Linked DNA regions of Mus musculus: region 2 is linked to region 1. A link is a contact called in public promoter capture Hi-C data. All regions are on one chromosome and are shown on one strand. Each heading gives the region's core, a stretch centred on a gene start, on an enhancer-like site or on the middle of the called end of the contact. The rest is flanking DNA. Distances are from core to core; before and after follow the strand shown. Region 1 holds the start of Disp1 (dispatched RND transporter family member 1). Region 2 holds the start of Bpnt1 (3'(2'), 5'-bisphosphate nucleotidase 1).

Region 1 (5,176 bases), core at 1,389-3,888:
GCAATCACTTCTCTGGTGAGTCTCCTCTTTCTACATCTCTCTCCTTCAAATCTCTACGCCTTCCTCATTCTTGATGCCCTCTTCCATCTTTGGACATTTTACTTTCATCTCACTTAATTCTAGATTTTCATGATATTTTCATTTCAGTATGCAAATTGAGACCAATCTTCATGCAGAAGAAATTTCTCTGGCCCTGTTTGGGTTAAGTGTTAACATCTGGTCTAGTTTATGATGAGAAGGAGGATGGGCCCTTTTACTCAGGGCACATCTGGTAGGGTTTGTGAAGCAGATTATCTTAGACAAGGGCACGATCTGGACACACTCCCTAAGGTACAGATAGAAAACTGCTCTCTGGATGTTAAAATGAAAAGGTTTGGAAATATATATGGGTATTTCTTGTAATCAAAGCAAACAGGACACCTTGGATGGTGTTGCACACGTGGAAATTTAACACTCAGGAGGCAGAGGCAAGAGAATCGGTAGTTGAAGGGCATCCTGAACTCCATAGCCAGGGTGAGACCAGCCTGGGACACGTGATACAGGAAGGAAAGTGAAGGAATCAGAGGGAATCAAAGGAAACTTTGATCCTCGGCAGAGGCGTTTGCTCATAGCTTTCTCTTTTAGGACATTGCCATGCATGGGGCTCAGTTTGAACGGCCATCTTCTCTCTATGTGCCCCTATGCCATACTCAAAGTTCCTGAGATGAGGAGCTGTATATATTTGATCCAGGGTGCAGTGGGTGGGTCATGAGTTCAAGGATAGACTGCGTTATATAGTGAAATCTTGTTTTAAAAGGAACAAGAAGGAAGGGGCTGGGGGAGCTTGCTATGCCAAGAGTATATTTGAAACTACTAGTGAATAGAAAATAGTAGCAGAACCAACAGCCCTCGCTGCTGTCCCTGGAGCCTCCCCTTCCCTGGTTCCTCACTTGCTTGGCATCTCTCTTGGTTGAGGCAACCTCAGAGATTGGGGCCTTGGGGGCGGGGTTAGTAGCCACTCAGTGTGTTTCATTTGGGTGTGGTTGTTGGAGGGAAGACTGCATTCTACGCATGGCGTCTTACAGATTCTTATTTTCCTCAGCACCCTTCCTCTGATTCCTGTACTTCCCTTTCTATCTCACGTGTCCCAGGCTGGCCTCACCCTGGCTATGGAGTTGAGGACGCCCTGCAACCCCTGATGCTCTTGCCTCTTCCTCCTGAGTGTTACATTTCCACGCCTGCATCACCATGCCAGGTTTGTAGGATGCTGGATAGCAAGCCCAGGGCCTCATGCGAGTTGGTACATACCATGATCATTGAGCTAAAACGCCCAGTCTCAGGTTTTTCTTTTCTTTGTTAGCTAGGACAGTCACTCTGGGCAACCCCAGGATCCGCTGTTTTGTCTATTCTAATGGTGACTCCATTGACTCTGTTGTATGAAATTTGAAGCTAAAATATTTGGTATAAAGTTGTCTTAGTTAGGGTTCCATTGCTGTGAATAGACACTAGGACCAAGGCAAACATTTAATTGGGGCTGGCTTAGAGTTTCAGAGGTTCAGTCCATTATCGTCATGGCAGGAAACATGGCAGCAGCCAGGCAGACATGGTGCTGGTAAAGGAGCTGAGGGTTCTGCATTTTGCCTTTCTTCCATCCTGGGCAGAGCTTGAGCACTAGGAGTCCTCAAAGCCCACCCCTACAGTGACACATGTCCTCCAACAAGGCCACACCTTTTCTAACAATGACATATCTTCTAATAGTATCAATCCCTGTGGGCCATGCATTCAAACACGAATCTTTGGGGGGGCCAAATCTACAAACCACTACGAAAGTACAGCAACATCTGGTCTTGTCTATGTTTTTTTCTTGCCTTTGAGGTCTTGGACTTTAATTGACTGTACTTCTATGCAGTTGCCTGAACAAGACAGGCTCTTACTTTCTGGTATACTGCTATGCATGTCCTTGCCTACTTTAACTCTTATTTGTTCTTTAATTCAGTCTCAACTGAAATTGTTATTTATAGTCCGTCTTCTTGCTCAACTCTACACACCATACCATTCCCACAGCACTGCTGTGTTACAACAAATTGTGCTTCTTGTAGGGTTACAGCCTGTGCTCCAACACACCAGGTTCAGCCACCTATCCTCAGTAAGCCAATTAAAGGACCCAAATTAATAGTAAAAAGCAGAAAAAGAGAATTATTCAAAATTGCTACATTGTGAAGGATAAGGAGATACAAGAGTCCCCAGCCTTGACTTCAATGCCTCTTAGTTATCCTTAGAGTCCTGACATGAAAGTAGGTTTTAACAAAAAACAAGAGCTAAAGATAACTAGACAGTGTGTCAAGGTGTGGTTCTCCGTCTACCATTTTCTTGTTTCATGAGTGATGGAGAAAAGAAACAGTCTGAATGAATTAAATAAAACATAGTCCTTCGCGGTGTCTGATTAGCTACTGCTTTTGTTTAGCTCAACTTTCAACCAGAATGTGGGCTCAGAGGTCGGTCTCAGAGTCATCTAGTGGACACCTGGCCCAGCATTTGTAGACTGGCTAAGTGACAGCTAAGACGGAGACAGGAGATGCATGTGCCTCTGCACCCCAGCCCAGCTGCAGCGGCTTTGAGTAGCAGGAGGCCTGGGCCCATAGCCGGAGGCGGGACTTCCGGTCCCGCTGGCGACCGCGGCCCGCGCCAGGCGGAAGCGCGGCTCCGGGCCAGGATCCGCGAGCTCCGGCTGGAGCAGAGTTCGGAGCCTCAGTGTCCCGGACGCCCGTGGTCGGTGTGGATGCTTCTCGGCGCTGCGTCCCCGCGGTCCGGGGAGGCCGAGGAGGCACGCGGGAGTCGGCGCGGCGGGAGAGCAGGGATCTCGGGGTGAGGACGGCTGGCGGCGGAGGGTGGCTGCGAGGGGCTGAGGAGGCCGAGGTGACATCTTCCATGGGGGTGTGTCCGCGTCCCCAGGCTCGTAGGGAAGGTGGCCCGAGATGGCCTTGGGGGGCTTGCAGGGAGACGCTCCAGAGGCAGCTCTTTTCACCCTCGGGGTTAAAGATGAGAAGGACGTCTTGACCTAACTCATCTGCGAGATGAGCAGCCAAGGCTTGCATGCTCAGCATTGCTTTCTTTGCAATACATTGCTTTCTTTCTCTTAAGACTTCTCCCCTCTTCCAGTGGTCTTCGGAGGGGAATACCCAACATTCGTAGGGAAAACCTGAACTCTTACTCACTTAGCTCCCGTTCAGGCTTTGTCAGACTAATAGGACTTTAGGTCTTTGATTCAGACAAGCAAGCCCACTGAAGTTTTCATTTTAGACTCTTCTCTACCTTGCGGAGTTCAGGTTGTCCCACTTCCTTTGTCGTGGAGTGAGCTTGTAAGTATCTGGACAAAGCTTGCACCTTCATGTTTGCACTTTATGACTTACTGTTTGCTTCTCAATGGGGTGACACATTTTTAGATGTTAAATAGATTGGATTCTTGCCACACACTGAGCATAACTAGGCAAAGCCAGAGTACTGTCACTGATGGAGGCTGGTGTATACTGATTGCTTCAAGTGTTTCCCTTCCCAAGAGTTACAATCTTAATTTTATCCCCCGGTATTTGCCAGTACTGGTAACTTACATCTTACTTGGTGGTCTGACCTGAACTACTTGAAGAAACAAATACAAACATACAAACAAACCAGAAAGCACTGTGCATTTATCCATAACCCGGTATCTCACTGACTTACTTGAGATTTGTGCTGCAGTGAGACAAGTTATTATAAGAACGGTTTGTTGGGTGGCACAGCTGATGTAATGCAGGATGCACCTAACATAGTGCTTTAACATATTAATGAAGACATTGAAGGCAGTCTTCTGAAGTCATGGGGCTAACTGTTGGGTTGATTTCTTTTTGCATCTCTTCATTTCTTTTTTAAGTTGTTTGTTTTTATGTGTATGGGTGTTATTGCCTGCATGTATGTCTGGGCACCACATGTGGGCCTGTTGTTCTCAGAAACCAGAAGAGGGCATCACAGTGCCTGTCTCTAGAGTTGTGGGCTGCCTGCCATGTGGGTGCTAGGAAGCAAACTGAGGTCCTCTGGAAGAGCAGCCAGTGTTCATAACGGCTGAACCATCTCTCCAGGCCCTTTAATTTCGTTTTTTGAGGTAGACTTGTTGCTTATCTGATAAGGCTTGATTTTATCTAATCTTGATTTAAAACCTGTGAGCCCCCCCAGCCACTATTCCCTTCACTTTTATAAGAGAAAAAGCTCTTGAGAATACGTGAGCCTTTATAGTTCATGGGTGGTGGAAGTGTTCATCTGGAAAGGGAAGAATTGCTTGCCTTCTGAGGCAGGTTTCCAGCCGTAGAGCTGAGAGTCCTGTCCGAAGTCTGATTGCCTTGGATTTGGGAGATCAGTGGAATGCTTATTTGTTGCTGGAAATTATTGAATAATTGCTTAGCTTTCCCCTTTAGATAAATTCTTTGCATTCTGTATAATTTAGCTGTGTTTCATAGTCAGCTATGTTCGTGAGGACTTTTGGTTAGCTGCGGAGAGTTGCTAGTTGTTTGTGTGTATGGGCTCACACCTTCCTTTTATTTCTGCGGCATGATGTATGTCTGTTGAGGAAGAACTGCCCAGATCATGATCATGCAAACAGCCTTCATATGCATGCATTCACATTTGAGTAGTTACCAATTAGCGATGTGTCAACCAGTTGAGTTTGTTGGTTCCATGTCTTTTGGCTATTAGTTTTATTATTATCTAGTACTTTGTCAGCTACCTGCTTATCCTAGCTAGAGAGCCATTCCTGGCCACTTGATCCAGCCCAGAGGACTAGATGCTCCGGGGGAACACAGCTTTTTGGCCTAGGAGATAGCACAGCACACAACATGGCTGACACAGACTCCATCCTTCTCTTACGCTCAGCTTTTGTCCCCCCCTCTCTCACTGAACTAGTCTCTTTTTTTCATAGTGACCACAATGACTCAGGCCTCAGTGACTCAAAGGGCATTCAGAGCCTCCACACAGACGGCAGAGTCCCGTTAAGAAGGGTGCAGTCCATCATGCCGAGGCCAAGAGGAGAAGAACTGGAGGCATCCTGCGAGTATTTGTCATTGAGAAAGAGCTGATCATTTTTATAGGGAAATTTGTGTATAGTTTGCTAGTGGTGTATATTTTACACTTGGCATAAAATATACCAAGGTATCCACTTAAGAAGTGGACA
Region 2 (5,176 bases), core at 1,479-3,978, 2.1 Mb before region 1:
GCCTAGTTAGAGGAAGTGGAGAGCTGGACAGTGGGCCTTAAGGTTTCTTTATGGTCCAGCACTGACACCTGCCCCATTTCTCTGCATTCTGTTCAGGCTTTCTGCTTCCAGATTCACCAAGGTGTAAAAAGTCACATGCAAGCTTCCACCACCAAGAATGGAGTCCCAGACACGGTGTCTTTCCCACCATGATGGCCTGTATGCCAGTAAACCATGAGCCAAAATAATAAACACCCGCACCCTGAGGATTTTTTACTCCTTGGTGAGGAAAGCAACTGACACAAAGGCTGTTCCCACCCTAGGAGGGACACAGTGACTGATGGGAAAGAGCATCTTCTGCATTGTATTCTAGGTTAGCACTGTAAGAGGAAATATGAAAAATACGAAATAAAAAGGCAATTAACTTAATTTACATGCTCCCGAGAAATCTTTATAATACCTGCCAACCACTCTCAAGGAGAGAAAATAGCACAAGTCTAAAATGGTGATGTGTGCCTGTAATCTGACCATACAGGAGGCTGCGGAGGACTGCAAAGGACTGAGAACAGCCTGGGCCAGAAGCCAAGAGCAGGCCAGCCAGGTGCACACAGTAAGACCCTGTGTCAAAATAAAAAATAAAAACAAGCAAGCAAACAAAAACAAAGAATAGCAGCAAAGCTCAAGTGACCAGAATTTCTCACAGTAGAAGGAGGAAGAGGAAGAAGAGGGGTGAGGAGAAGGAGGAGACCGCCACCAGCAGCAGCAGCACCACCACCACCACCTGTTTTTGTCCTTTATCTTTAATTCATATAAGGATGGTGAGCATGCAGATTAGGATTCAGACGTGTCCAACGTGTTCCCAGCAAAAGCATTAAAATAACTTATCTTTGGAACCTGGATCAGTAGTGCTGAAGTTCAAGGTATTAGGAAAGATAGAAATGAGCACGATGGTGCAAATTCTGAACAATTAATAGAGATCCCCTTATTACCAGCTATCAAACGCAATCATCAGCTAATCAGCTGGGCGTGGTGACCTTGCTTCTGGTCCCTGCACCTGGGTAGCTGAGTCAGGAGGATTGGGAATAACACATTAACTTTAGTTACACAGTAAATTCAGGCTAGCTTTGCTACCGAGTGTGGTACTTTCTCCAAACACTCATGCATGTACACATATATCCTCAATTCCAAAAACTCATATAAATATGCCGAATATATATATGTGTGTGTGTATATGTATATACATACATATATGGAGATAGAACAACCCTGGACCTCATGCATGCTAGGCAAACACTACCAACTTAACAATATCTCTCAGTAAAATTCCAGAAATGAATCCAAACATACTACTAAGGGTGGTATTTTAAATCCAAGAAAGAAGCAGATGAATGTATGACACTGCCTAGCCCTTGGGACGAGACACAGGAAGATCCTGGATTTGAGGTGGGCTACACCGCAAGATCCTGTCTCAAAAGAAAAAAGGAGAGAGGAAAAAGAAAAGAAAGGAAAAGGAGGAAAGCCACTCGCACACAAATAGCAACTGGTAGAGCTTCAAAAACAGTTGGATCTTTCTTACATTCTTATTAAAATACGTTCCAGGTAAAATGGTTCCGCTGGTAAAGGTGCTTGCCGCTAAGCCTGAGAACTTGAATTCAAATACAGTGAAAGGAGAGAACTGACTCCTGCAAGCAGCCCTCCATCCTCCACCCAAACACCTGTGGCACCTGTACACACACACACACACACACACACACACACACACACAGCCAATGCTGGGTTTTGTTGTTGTTGTTTAATGTTCCAGGAAGTCCTGGCTGGAAGCACATGTACCTTGGATTTGAAGCCAGTCTAACAGTTTTCTCTCTCAGTCTAGTAGATTTAAATTAAGGTAGAAACTACAAGAAGTATAGGAATGGCTTTATAAACTTGAAAAGGGCCATTAAAACATAAAACTAAGTGTATTAACACATTTACACAGAAATTAAAACTTCTACATGTCCAAAATGCCACAAGCAAAGCCAGTTCATACCATATAACAGGAGAGGAAAGTCCTGTATCCCCAGTAACAACTGGGCTGTTTTGTTTGGGGCAAGAACAGTTGACAAGCCATTTCCAGAAAGAGAAAGGTGCTTATCACTAAATACACGAAATGCTCAGTCTACTGAATTTAAACGAAATGCAAACCTCCAGCCTGAGAAGTGATTAAGGTTGCCACACGAAATCGTTTGCCCAGTCTGCAGGGATCGAGGAAACGTGTCCCTACTGGAGCCCTCCAACAAAAACAAAATGTATACATGGGTTCGACGCAGCTCTTCTATTCCTGGTTAAATAAATCACAGCAGCCTACTGATGCAAAGAAATGACGACTGAAAGGATCTTTGCTATTCTGAAGTTTCTAAATACGGATGCGAAAGTCAAGTTTAACTCTGTAGTTTATTCCACTATGAAAGAGAAGGTCCAGATAGACAACCACATGTGGCCACTCAAGCTTCTAGAAGCGTCTGAACGACGAGCAGTGTAGCAGTGTAGTGTTTGGGATTACAACCCCTGGCACTCCTCTAATCTGTGCCAGGGGTGGGCAGTTACCTGAACAACAAGAAACCAGGGCCGCCTGAGCCTCTGCGTTGCAGCGGGAGAAACTTACACTCAGCCTGGTGTCCCCTAAGCGCTGTCCGGCCTGGTGGCTCGCTGTCCGGGAACCGGCTGCCTCCAAGTCCACTGGTCCAATGCTGTGAGAAGGACAGCGGCTGCGCGTGCGCGAGGTCGGCGCAGGCGCACACAGGTCCCCGCGCGCTCCCGGCTGTCGGGGGAACCCGTTTCTGAGCGTTCTGCGCAGGTTTTCGCTACTTGTCGTCAGAGCCTGAGTTCCCAGGCCGTTCCTGGGTGCTGGTTTCTGGCATCTTGGCGTCACCGCCACAGTTTTTGCTTGTTTTCTCCCCTAACTTAGCTGCGACTGCACAGGTGCCACCACGCTGGCTTGCCTTTGGTTTTTAGTGAGTTGCCTTTGTGGGATTCTTTTGATAAAAGCAACACTTTTTTTTTTTCCCTTAAAAAATTTCTCATGCCGTTATTTTATGAGGATAATAATAAAAAGATTTTGTTTTTATGTGTTTTCTGCGACTCTCAAACCTTAGTTAATAGAGGCAAACCATAACTTATTTGTTCATATATATTTGTTAATATATATTTGTTCATATACATGCATATATTCATATACATTCATATAAACACACACACGGTATCATTCAGGCAGGCCTCGAATTCTTGGCAGTCCTACCTCAGCTTTTCCTGTACTACACACTCCTATTCTCACCAGCCCAGCGAGAAATGTCCACACACACCACTTACATATCGCTAGGATTGGGAAAGACTTTTTTTTTTTAATTTATTTATTTTATGTATATGAGTACACTGCAGCTATCTTCAGACAGACCAGAAGAGGGCATCTGATTCCATTACAGATGGTTGTGAACCACCATGTGGTCGCTGGGAATTGAACTCAGGATCTCTGGAAGAGGAGTCAGTGCTCTTAACAGCTGAGCCACCTCTCCAGCCCTGGGAAAGACTTCTTTAGTTTATTTCATTTACTCTGTATTTAGACATACCTTTCAGGTGTGGTAAAAATGTCTACAACACACACCCTCTAAAGCCGTACACTGGATGCTGGTGGGATGGCTCAGCAGGCAGTTTGGAGCACACGTTCTTCCAGAGCACTGGGGTTTGGTTCCCAGCACAGGCTCACAACTATCCAAACCTCTAGTTCCATGGTGCTCCACAACCTCTTCTGACCTCCTCTGGTACCAGACACACAAATGGTGCACATAAATACACCCAGGCAAAGACTCATACACATAAATAAATCAAAAAACAAAACAAAACAAAACAAAACAAAACAAAAAACTTAACAGTCCATACATTAGTTTTTGTAGTTACATTGTAACGGCGTAACAATTGCCATAAATACGGACAGATACATTCTCTCTCATGGATTTAGCTTAGCCACTGAGATGCAGAGTCCACCGGCACTCTGGGAAGTATGCCTCTTTCATGAGCTCACAGTATCTTTGTAGGGAGAATTCTGGAGTTTTGTTTTTTTTGTTTTTGTTTGTTTTTAAAAAAACAGACAAACAAATGTTTTTGCTTGAATCCCAGATGCGGGGATATGGGGCTGCTTCAGACCATCCAACTATGACAGCGGCTGCTGACTCTGATTTGCCTCTTGCCCTAGCAGAGGCGTGGTTTTGCTACCTGTGGATAATTTCTGTGATTGTATGATATTTGAAATCAACTTTTCAGATGGTATATAAATGCTAAAGAGTGGAGACAGGGTGGCATAGTTGTGCTCACAGAGAAAATAAGATTGGGGTCTGTATCTCTTTTTCTCTCCTCTATCATTGTTCTTCTCCTATCTAGAGGTAGAGGATGAAACTGGGAGAATAAAGCATGGGAAAAGAATCCACAAAGTAGCTCAGACCAGCTACATATCTTCTCATAGGGTTTCCCAGAAAACAGCCTAGTTGATTGAATACAGCTAGTTGTTCTGGAGAGTTTGGTGGTAATGTTTTCTTCATGCTGCTGTGAGATGACAGCTGTCAGTCAGGTTCTCAAATGGGAAACTACAGTTCAGAGAACGGTATTGTAAATGCTGTCATTTACTACAGAGCAGGGGAGATGGTGGTACAAACAGGAGAATTCACAAAAACGCTTAAACACCGTGTATAATTCCAGGTGCGGGGGAAGGCCCGCATCCCCCGAGCCAGCTGCTTAGAAAGACTAACCATATGGGCCAGCTCTTTGTTTCTGAGAGACCCTAACTCCTTGAATGAGGTGAAAGAGGCATGGAAGATGATTCCCACCATCAACCTAGGACTTCCACATGCACACATAGATGCATGCCCACACATGCAAATATGCACACACACACACACGGAAATGAGAAGGCAAAACAGGCTGTATACTACCTCTGGCAGTCCACGTTTCCACTCTCTCGATACTTGCTACCAAACTTCATGCTTGTTCTAATCTATTAGATGGCTCTGTGTCATCCTGACTCCCAAAGGTGAGCATAGTTTTGCATTCATTGGCTATATTTTTTTTATGAATTGCCTGTGCTTACCTTTCCCCCCTTCCTTTATCTTGTTTGTAGTCACTTTCTATACATTTTTGTTAAAGTGTGGCACAAAAATGGCAAAATTAC

The links. Promoter capture Hi-C pulls out the DNA fragments that hold promoters and counts their contacts.
Region 2: a contact with region 1 is called in a promoter capture Hi-C map of pre-B cells, with 15 times the contacts expected there. The contact joins the promoter of Bpnt1 here to the promoter of Disp1 in region 1. A contact is called at or near these places in 2 of 39 promoter capture datasets (cranial neural crest and pre-B cells) and 1 of 115 datasets of contacts at active chromatin or transcription factors (astrocytes).

Annotation. Positions count from the first base shown.
Region 1 is chr1:183,218,991-183,224,166 of GRCm38.p6, reverse strand. It overlaps Disp1 (dispatched RND transporter family member 1), which reads left to right and starts at 2,638. Exons shown (of 10, transcript NM_026866.3): 1 at 2,638-2,844.
Region 2 is chr1:185,329,711-185,334,886 of GRCm38.p6, reverse strand. Bpnt1 (3'(2'), 5'-bisphosphate nucleotidase 1) reads right to left here and starts at 2,728. Exons shown (of 9, transcript NM_011794.3): 1 at 2,624-2,728.